2 separate regions of the Rattus norvegicus genome follow, and region 2 is linked to region 1. The links are chromatin contacts, called in public Hi-C maps. All regions are on one chromosome and are shown on one strand. The core of a region is the stretch at or near the end of the contact, and the rest is flanking DNA. Distances in the headings are between cores, read along the strand shown. Region 1 has its middle 470 kb from the start of Lrrc7. Region 2 has its middle 480 kb from the start of Depdc1.

Region 1 (4,499 bases), core at 1,456-3,955:
AACAGTGAAAATGACCATCTTACCAAAAGTAAGATACAGATTCAATGCAATCCCCATCAATATTCCAACATAATTCTTTATATATCATGAAAGAAAAATTTCAACTTGAAATGGAAAAAGCAAACAAATAATCAATCAAACTTCCCTGACCACAAGCTGTACATTAGAGCAATAGTAATAAAAATTCCATAATATTGCTACAGAAACAAACAGGTTGATTAATGGAATTGAAATGAGGAACCTGAAATAAATCAATACTTTTTTGGATACTTGTTTTTAACAAAGAAGCTAAAATCATACAAGGGAAAGGGGAGAGCATCTTCAACAAATGGTGCTGGTCTAACTGGATGTATACATGAAGGAGAACATAAATTGATTCATACTTATCACCTTTCACAAAACTCAAGTCTAAGTGGATCAAAGACTTCAATGTAAAACAAATTTAATAGAAGATAAAATGGAGAATAACTTATACTTTGTTGGTACAGAAGGCAGTTTCCTGAACAGAACACCAATGGCTCAGGCATTAGGGTCAAGAATTTATAAATGGGCCCTCATGAAACTGAAAAGCTTCTGTAAGTCAAAGGACACTGTCATTAGAACAAATGACAGCCTACAGATTGAGAAAAGATCTTTACTACCCCTACATCTGAGAGAGGGCTAATATCCAAAATATATAAATAATTCAAAAAGCTAGACATCAAAGATTCAACTAACCCAATTAAAAGGAAGCCCTTGGTCCTGCTAAGGTTGAACCCCCAATGCAAGGTAATATGGGGGGGCAATAAGGGAGATGGATAGCAGTAATACCCATATGGGGGGGGAGGAATGTGGGCTTATGGACAGGAAACCGGGAAGGGGAATAACGTTTGAAATGTAAGTAAAGAAATATATCTAATAAAAAATATAAAAATAGAAAAAAAACCAATTAAAAAATGGGTACAGAGCTGAACAGAATTCTCAACAGAGGAACCTTCTGTCGTTGAGAAGCAACTACAAAAAAGTTCAGTGGCCTTAATCATCAGGGAAGTGCAAATCAAAACAACCCTGAGATTCTACTTTATCCCATCAGAATGAGTATGATAAAAAAACTCAAAGGACACCACATGATGGCAAGATTGTGAAAGAAGGGGAATGTTCCTCCACTGTTGGTGAATATGCTAACTTGTACAAACAGTCTAAAAATCATTTGGCAGTTTTTCAGAAGATTGGGAATAGTTCTACCTCAAGACCCAGCTATACCACTCTGGGGCATATACCCAAAATATAGTCCACCATACCACAAGGATATTTGTTCCACTATGGGCATGGCAGCTTTATTCATAATAGCCAGAAATTGGAATTAACCATGATGTTTCTCAATGGAAGAATGTGTAAGGAAAATGTGGTACATCTACACAATAGAATACTATAGAGTTATTAAAAACAAAGACATTGTGAATTTCACAAGCAAAAGATGGAACAAGAAAATATTATCCTGAGTGAGGTAACCCAGACCCAAAAGGAGATGCATGATACCTATGCACTTGTAAGTGGATATTAGTTGTAAAGTACAGGATAGTCATACTATAATCATCAGACCTAAAGAAGCCAAGTAACAAGGAGCAACCAAAAAAGGATGATTGAATCTTTCTCAGAAGGGGAAACTAAATAGATTTAGGCCCATGGAAGGATAAAGGGAACTTCTGTGTATGAGTGAACCCTGTGTAGAACAGGGAATGGGAAGGGTGTCAGGGGTAGGGAGAAGATCATATGTAGGGAGAGCAAGAGAGAGAGAAAGGAGTGGTTGTAGTAGAAGTGGGCAATCTTTAGGACATGCAGAGACCTGGGATTGACAGAGGACCCAGAGGATCTATGGGGCAACTCTAGCTAAGGCTCTTATCAATGGGGGATATGGATCCTGATGTGGCCACTCACTGTAGCCAACTAGTGTAGGGATAAGGACAGCAACCCACACACAACACTTTAACCCAAAATGTGTCCTGCCTACAAGATATACAGTGACAATGATAGAGCAGAGACTGAAGGAATGGCCAACCAATGACTGGCCTAAATATAGACATATCCGATGGGCAAGAATGAATCCTCAACACTATTAATGATATTTTGTTATGCTCCCAGACAGGAACCTAGAACCATTGTCTTCTGAGAGGATCTACCCAGCAGCCAATGGAAAGAGCTGCAGAGACTCTCACCAAAACATTAGATGGACCTCTGGGAGTCTTAATGGAAGAGGTGAAAGAAGTATTGAGGGACCCAAAGAGGACAGGAACTCCACAGGAAGACTGACAGCGTCATCTAACATGGAGCGTTGGGGGCTCCCAGAGACTGAATCATCAATTAAAGATCAAGCACAGGCTGGACCTAGGCCCCCTGCACATATGTAGCAGATGAGCACTTGGTCTTCATACAGGGCCTCTAACAACTGTAGCAGGGGCTGTCCCAGAGCTTGTTGCCTGTCTGCCTGTCTGTGGATCCTATGTCCCTAAATGGACTGCCTCGTCTGGCCTCCATGGGAGAGAATTTAGTCGGGGTTGGGTGATATCCAGAATGGCTTCCTTCAAAAGAGAAGGGGAAGGTGGAATGGGAGGAGAACTTACCAGAGGGAATACTAGGAGTAGAGAAAGGACTGGCTGACATTGGATCTCAGTCACTCCTCTCCACCCAGCCCCCTTTCCCCAACACACAGTCCCTTACCCCACCTCCTCTTCCCTTCTCCTCTGAGAAGGAGGAGGACCTCCTGAGTACCAACCAACCACATCAAATCACTGCAGGACATCTTTGTGCCTGACAAAGCAGCCCAGTTGGGGAACTGGATCCACTGGCAGACAAGAGTTCTGTTAGTTCTTAAAACATCAGCTGTTAACACTAGAGGGCCACTTAACCCAGAAGCCCAGTCCTTGGCAGGGAGTTGAGGAGGATGGTATGGAGCAAAGAGAAGAGAAGAGGTAGGGGAGAAAAAGGGAAATCTCTGAAAGTGTAGCAGTGCCTCTGGAAGGCAAAGCCTAGACATGTGGTGGGAGTAGACGAAATGTGGAATTACAAAAAGAATCCCTCCCACGGATGTCTAAAAATGATGCTCCTAGCAGCTTTGGGTATCACAGTTGTGCAGGCAGAAAAGCATTTGATTAGCTCCCTGGCATTATCTCTGGGGTGTGGGTGTATTGGAAATCTACATGCACAGTATTCCTTTCAGATAATTGAGAGGGCATTGTTCTCTACATGCTACAACACAAAGCCAAAATCAGAAGCTTAAAACCAATGTCCCTCTCAAGGGTAAGAACACGGTGCTATGGCAATTTTATGCTTGGCATTTAAGTACAAGATCATGAGATTTAAGGTTAAAACAAAATTTCTGAATGTACCAGAATGAAAAGCACCCATACCCCACCCCTATCTTTCATTTGCTGTACAGTGTTTTTTGGAGAATTGCAGTTAGATCTTTTCCAACTGCACTTTCCAATATGAAGGTAGATAGTTCATTAGACTTAGCTCATTTGGGTTTCTCATAAGTTATAGCATTCTGTGAGGTCTGTTAGGTTTCATGGCAGGGTCCTCAGAAAGAAGAAACATTTTCTAAATGATTTCCATTGTCAAATAAAGGAGCTTTTGCTCAAAATTTGAGGAGACACTCAGGTCACAGGAAAACTGTTCTGTTAGCTGGTGCTCCATCAACTCTGTGATTTTTGACTTATCAATGCTTCCATTTCTCTATCTAATTCATCATCAATAACAACAATTACTTGCCAATCACATGTATATTCCACAGATTTGTTTATTATTTGCATTTCAATTGACTATTAGTGACTGTTAAATGTTGGTTTGGGGGCTGGAGAGATGGCTCAGCGATTAAGAGCATTGATTGCTCTTTCAGAGTTCCTGAGTTCAATTCCCAGCAACTACATGGTGGCTCACAACCATCTGTAATGGAATCCTATGCCCTCTTCTAGTTTGTGTCTAAAGACAGTTACAATGTACTCATATAAATACAAATAAATAATTAAAAAAGTTGGTTTGGAAACAGGGAATATGAGGTCATATATCAGTTATTAGTAATTTAAGAATTGCCAAATTTTGATGTAAAAGACAAGATAATAAATATCTCAGATTTTACAAGCTATATAAGTCTCTATTGAAGCTGCTTGATTCTTCAGTATTAGTCCAGACATAGCCAAGATAATACATAAACAAATGTCTATGGCTGTATCCATCCTGCCAAACTTTCTCTACAAAATGGAGTTACAGGATTTGACGATGTTTTGCTAACCCTTGAAATGAGCAGTGTCTTCAGGAAGAAGAGAGAATTAGACCCAACATACAAATATCAACACACTGCTTCTAAATCAGTTCATGGTCTTAGTTCCATTCTGACAAACATATGTGAAAAAGCACAGCAAAAGATACTTATAGGAGGATAGTAGGGCCTTTTGGTTAAGAGTTTGTACTTTGACAACAAGCTTTGGAATCAGAATCTAATTTTGCATCTTCTGAGCTGCATA
Region 2 (4,499 bases), core at 1,400-3,899, 98 kb before region 1:
TAAAAATAAAAGGTCAAACAGAAAAAAAAAAAAAAAGGTCAAACAGAAGTAGTCAAAAGGGATGGGGAAGGATACTTCATACTCATTGAAAGAAAAATCCACCAAGATGATCTTTTGATTCTGAACATTTATGCCCCAAATTAAATGGTACCCACATTTATTAAAGGAACATTACTAAAGCTTAAATTGTACACTGAACTACACACATTAACAGTAGGAGACTTCAATATACATCTCTGACCAATGAACAAGTCATTGAAACATAATCTAACAGACATTATTTGTCTCCTAACAAGCATTTACAGAACATTTCACACAAACACAAATGCATATTACTTTTCATCACTAATCAGAATCTTCTCCAAAATGACCATATACTTGATAATAAAGAAAGCCTCAACAGATACCAGAAATTTGAAATAACTTCTTGCTTTTTTTATCAAACCATCATGAATTATAGTTCAACTTCAACAACAAAAACATGATAAAGGCTACAAATTTGTGGAAACAGAACAACTTTATTCAATGATCAATGACTTAGGGTAGAAATGAATAAAGAAATTAAAATTTTTGTAGAATTTATTGAAAATGAATGCACAATGTAATCAAACTAATGGGATACCATGAAACGAGTACTAAGAAGAAAGTTCATAGTACTAATTACCTTCATAAAGAAATTGGAGAAATGTCATGTTACCAAGTTAACAAAATCAAAAATTAAAATGGAGACATAAAAGGGACACTGATGAAATTTAAAAAATCATTAAGTCTTACTTCAAAAGTCTGTGATCCTAAAAATAAATCTAAACAAAATGGATAATTTTCAAGACAGACACCATTTACCAAAGTTAAATCAAGATCAGGTAAATGATCTTCATGGTCCTATAGTCCCTAAGAAAATAGAAGCAGTAATGAAAAGTATCTCAATAAAGAAAAATATTCCAGGACCAAATGGTTTTATGGCAGAAATCTACCAGACATTCAAAAAAGCACTAACATCAGTATACTTCAAATTATTCCACAAAATATAAACAGAAGGAACATTGACAGATATATTCTATGAGGCCTCAATCATCGTGATACCTAAACAACACAAAAACTCAATAAAGAGAAATTCAGACCAATTTTTTCTTTTGAATATTGATACAAAAATACTCAATAAAATACTACCAAGCCAAATCCAAGAACACATCAAAACATCAATCATCATGATAAGTAAACCTCATCTCCTGAATAGCTAAAATGGTACTGTTCATTAAAGAACTTCTTGAAGTATCACCAACCCAGATTTCAAAATGTTCTGAAGAGCAATAATAATAAAAACTGTATGGTATTAGTATAAAAACATATAGGTTGATCATTGGAATTGAGTCAAAGACCCAGAAATAAGCCCACACACTTATGGACACTTGATTTTTTTATCAGATATATTTCTTTGCTTACATTTCACACTTTAATTGATTAAAAGGATGCTGTGTAAGTCAGTTTTCTATTGTTGTAATAAATATTAGAGATAATCAACTTAAAAATTAATGGTCTATTGTAAGATCATGCCATTATGCAGGTACAAGATAGAATGAGGTCTGTCATTGGAAGAGAAGGAATAATAGATGGTAGAAAAGTTTTTCAGAGGAGGAGGAGACTGGAGCAAGGAAGGATGAGCAGCCGAGAGAACATGGAGGCAGATGTTATGATTCCTCTCTGCACATTTATAGGTTGTTATGGATATTCTTAAGGCATGGACATGTACAGGGCTTTGTACGTCTAGGTGAGCAATTATAGATTATCAATTGGATCAGAGGTTATTGTATTGTGTGTTCTATCATGTGGTGATTTAATTGAATTCAAGAGAGGTGGTGGTGGCTGGACACTGGGCCGCCATGGATGTGTATGTCTGGCATGATTGCAACCTGCCTTGGGAACTAGACAGGTAGAAAGATTGTTGCCAGGCTAAGAGAGTAGCCATAGACAGTGTGATATGGGATGGAGCAAAGCGAATGAGATGCTTTGCTGCCTGAGATGAATATATCTAACAGATGTCTTGGGAAGCTCTGGTGCCGGATCTAGTGCAGGATAAAAGAAAAAAATTATAATTGTACAGCAACAGTATATTTTTGGCTTGTGATCTTGGAGATTTCTTTCTACCATCAATTGGCCTCCATCTGGAACATGTTGAATAGGGTAAGAAAGTGAGAAGGGAAGAAACTTCATGGGTAATGACCTAAAATGTCCCACCAGATTCTATCTCTCCCATTTGCCAGCAGTACCCACCCCCGACAGAAACAAGGATCAAGCCTTGAAGGTGTAGGGTTTGGGGAAAGCCTTCCCAAATCAAAGAAACTTCACAGGTGATGGCAAGTTTGTTTCACAATGATTTTTTTCTTATGACTATACATTATTAGGATGAAATTTAAGTTGTCTGGACATTTGACTTTTTAATTGATGGTGAATCAAAGATATTAAGGATGGAATTAATTAATTAAGTTTCATGTGAATATGACATAAAATTTGAGGGGACATGACAAAGAGTTTGATTTGAATATCTGTGCTCCCTTCAAGTCCTAGTGTTCAACCATAATTCTAATGTTATGGTGTAAAGAGGTAGGACTGCTGGTAAAGGACTAGGTTATAGAAGCAGAGCACTCATGGGAGGATTTATACCATTGTCATACTGTTCTAAGGAAGTCAATTTGCTTTGTCCTTTATATACAGGCACAGGAGAAGTTCACCACCTGCTATCCACAAAAGAGTCCTTCCTAACATGACCGTGTTAAACTGCTCACCCTCCAAAATTGTGAAAAATATTCTTGCTGTTTGTAAGACTTGAATCTGTAGTGTTGTGATAACTGCTCAACACACAAAGACAGATGGCATCTGGCATTTCAGTTCTGCAGAGATAATGCAGTTGCTATGGTACATGTAGAGAATGTGAGAATAGGGAATGATCCAACTACATTATCTTTCAGAACTTCAAAATAACATGTATTGTAGCATCATCATTATCCCTTCATGTTGACACAGGACTTGATACTTAATGTAAATATCATTACCCATTTGTTATACTGTGACAGCATCAAGGTTGAAATCCAAATCTTCTGATCTCAAATCTTATAATGTGAAACTTATTCAAATTTGTTTCTGCTAACTTAAATATTAACAGCTGTATAATGCACTCTAAGGAAAATGTAGCTATATAGAAAAAGTTCTGGAATGAGACTGGGGAAATGGCAGGTTGTATGCACAAATACTATAAAAGTGAGCACCGTTGTCCAGAGGAACAGGTGATGCAACTTCAACAAAGTTATTTTAGTCTCACAAAGCCATATACTATCCTCATCAGTAAAATGGATAAAATTCTAATACACAGAAATTATTTTTTTAAAAATGGGCTTCTCTAATATATATGCAAGGACTCTGTGTAAGGCACAGAGAGTAAAATGTCACCACCAGGTCCAACATATCTTGAAGAGTCGGGCTCTGAAAGGTTTTTTTTGTTTGTTTGGTTGGTTGGTTGTTTTTTTAAATTAAGATTTCTTTTAAAACAAGATCATCTCCTTATATGAATTATATCTTATGTTTTCCATATAACTTAATGATTCCTGATAAATGTGATTTTTAACTACATGATTAAAAGTAGCTTTCTTTTGTTCTTTCATAGAAGCAGAGTCTTGTAGTGGAAAGGTAGATTTTTAATTCATAGAGGATTTGGTTCAAGTGCCTCCACTATCATTCTATAGCTTGTGAATTTACATAATTTATGAGAAGAGGTTTCTATCTATAAAAGAAAATTAGCAATATCTATGCTAGTAGTTGTAAAGATCAAACATTAAAAGGATCCAGTAGCATATGAAACACCTAGCAGTTATTGGAAATATAAATTTAAAATGGTTTTAGTGTGAATCAACAGAGACACAGGAGCTTAAATGAATAATGCCTTTGTCTCCTTGAGTTATTATAACCAACTACACAAGACCTGATAGCCTAGAATTAGATACTGTTCTCAGTTACAGAAACCAACAAACCCAAGATCAGTGACTGAAGATCACGTCTGGATAGGCTTATTTTCTGCTTCCTGCTCCATCTTCAAACATTAAAAGAAGTGAAGGGTTGTATTCTCATTCATAAAAGAGCCAGTCTTACTTATGACCTAATTACCTTTCCAAAGACCCCTTCTTCTCACAACATCATGGGGAATAATTTCAAAATAAGCCTTTGGGGAAACCAAACATTCATACCACAACAAGTGAGATCCTACTTCTTTGAAAATATACTTCTGTGGCCATAGTGATTGGCTTTGAATCAAGCATTCAGTAGTTCAGTAGCTTGTATAAAAGCTCTAACTCTCTCTTTATTCCACTAGTCTTTTATATTGTCTTCCATCTAGTTTTGTTCACTTGTGATCACAAAATGACTTTAACAGAATCAGACTTCAGTTTAAAACAGTAAAGGATAAAAACAAGACTTAAAATTCTCTACAGAGTTTGGATTTTTATTCATAA

The links. Hi-C and Micro-C count contacts between places; a contact is called where the count stands out from the background.
Region 2: a Hi-C map of frontal cortex shows a contact between it and region 1, with 2.3 times the contacts expected there. The contact joins two enhancer-like sites.

Annotation. Positions count from the first base shown.
Region 1 is chr2:250,766,452-250,770,950 of GRCr8, reverse strand. No RefSeq gene overlaps it. Among named protein-coding and RNA genes, the nearest start is that of Lrrc7, 470 kb to the right of the region's middle. Within about 2 kb of position 2,705, at least 19 of the 93 cell types and tissues checked have an H3K27ac peak or open chromatin away from gene starts, as enhancers often do.
Region 2 is chr2:250,864,336-250,868,834 of GRCr8, reverse strand. No RefSeq gene overlaps it. Among named protein-coding and RNA genes, the nearest start is that of Depdc1, 480 kb to the left of the region's middle. Within about 2 kb of position 2,649, at least 3 of the 93 cell types and tissues checked have an H3K27ac peak or open chromatin away from gene starts, as enhancers often do.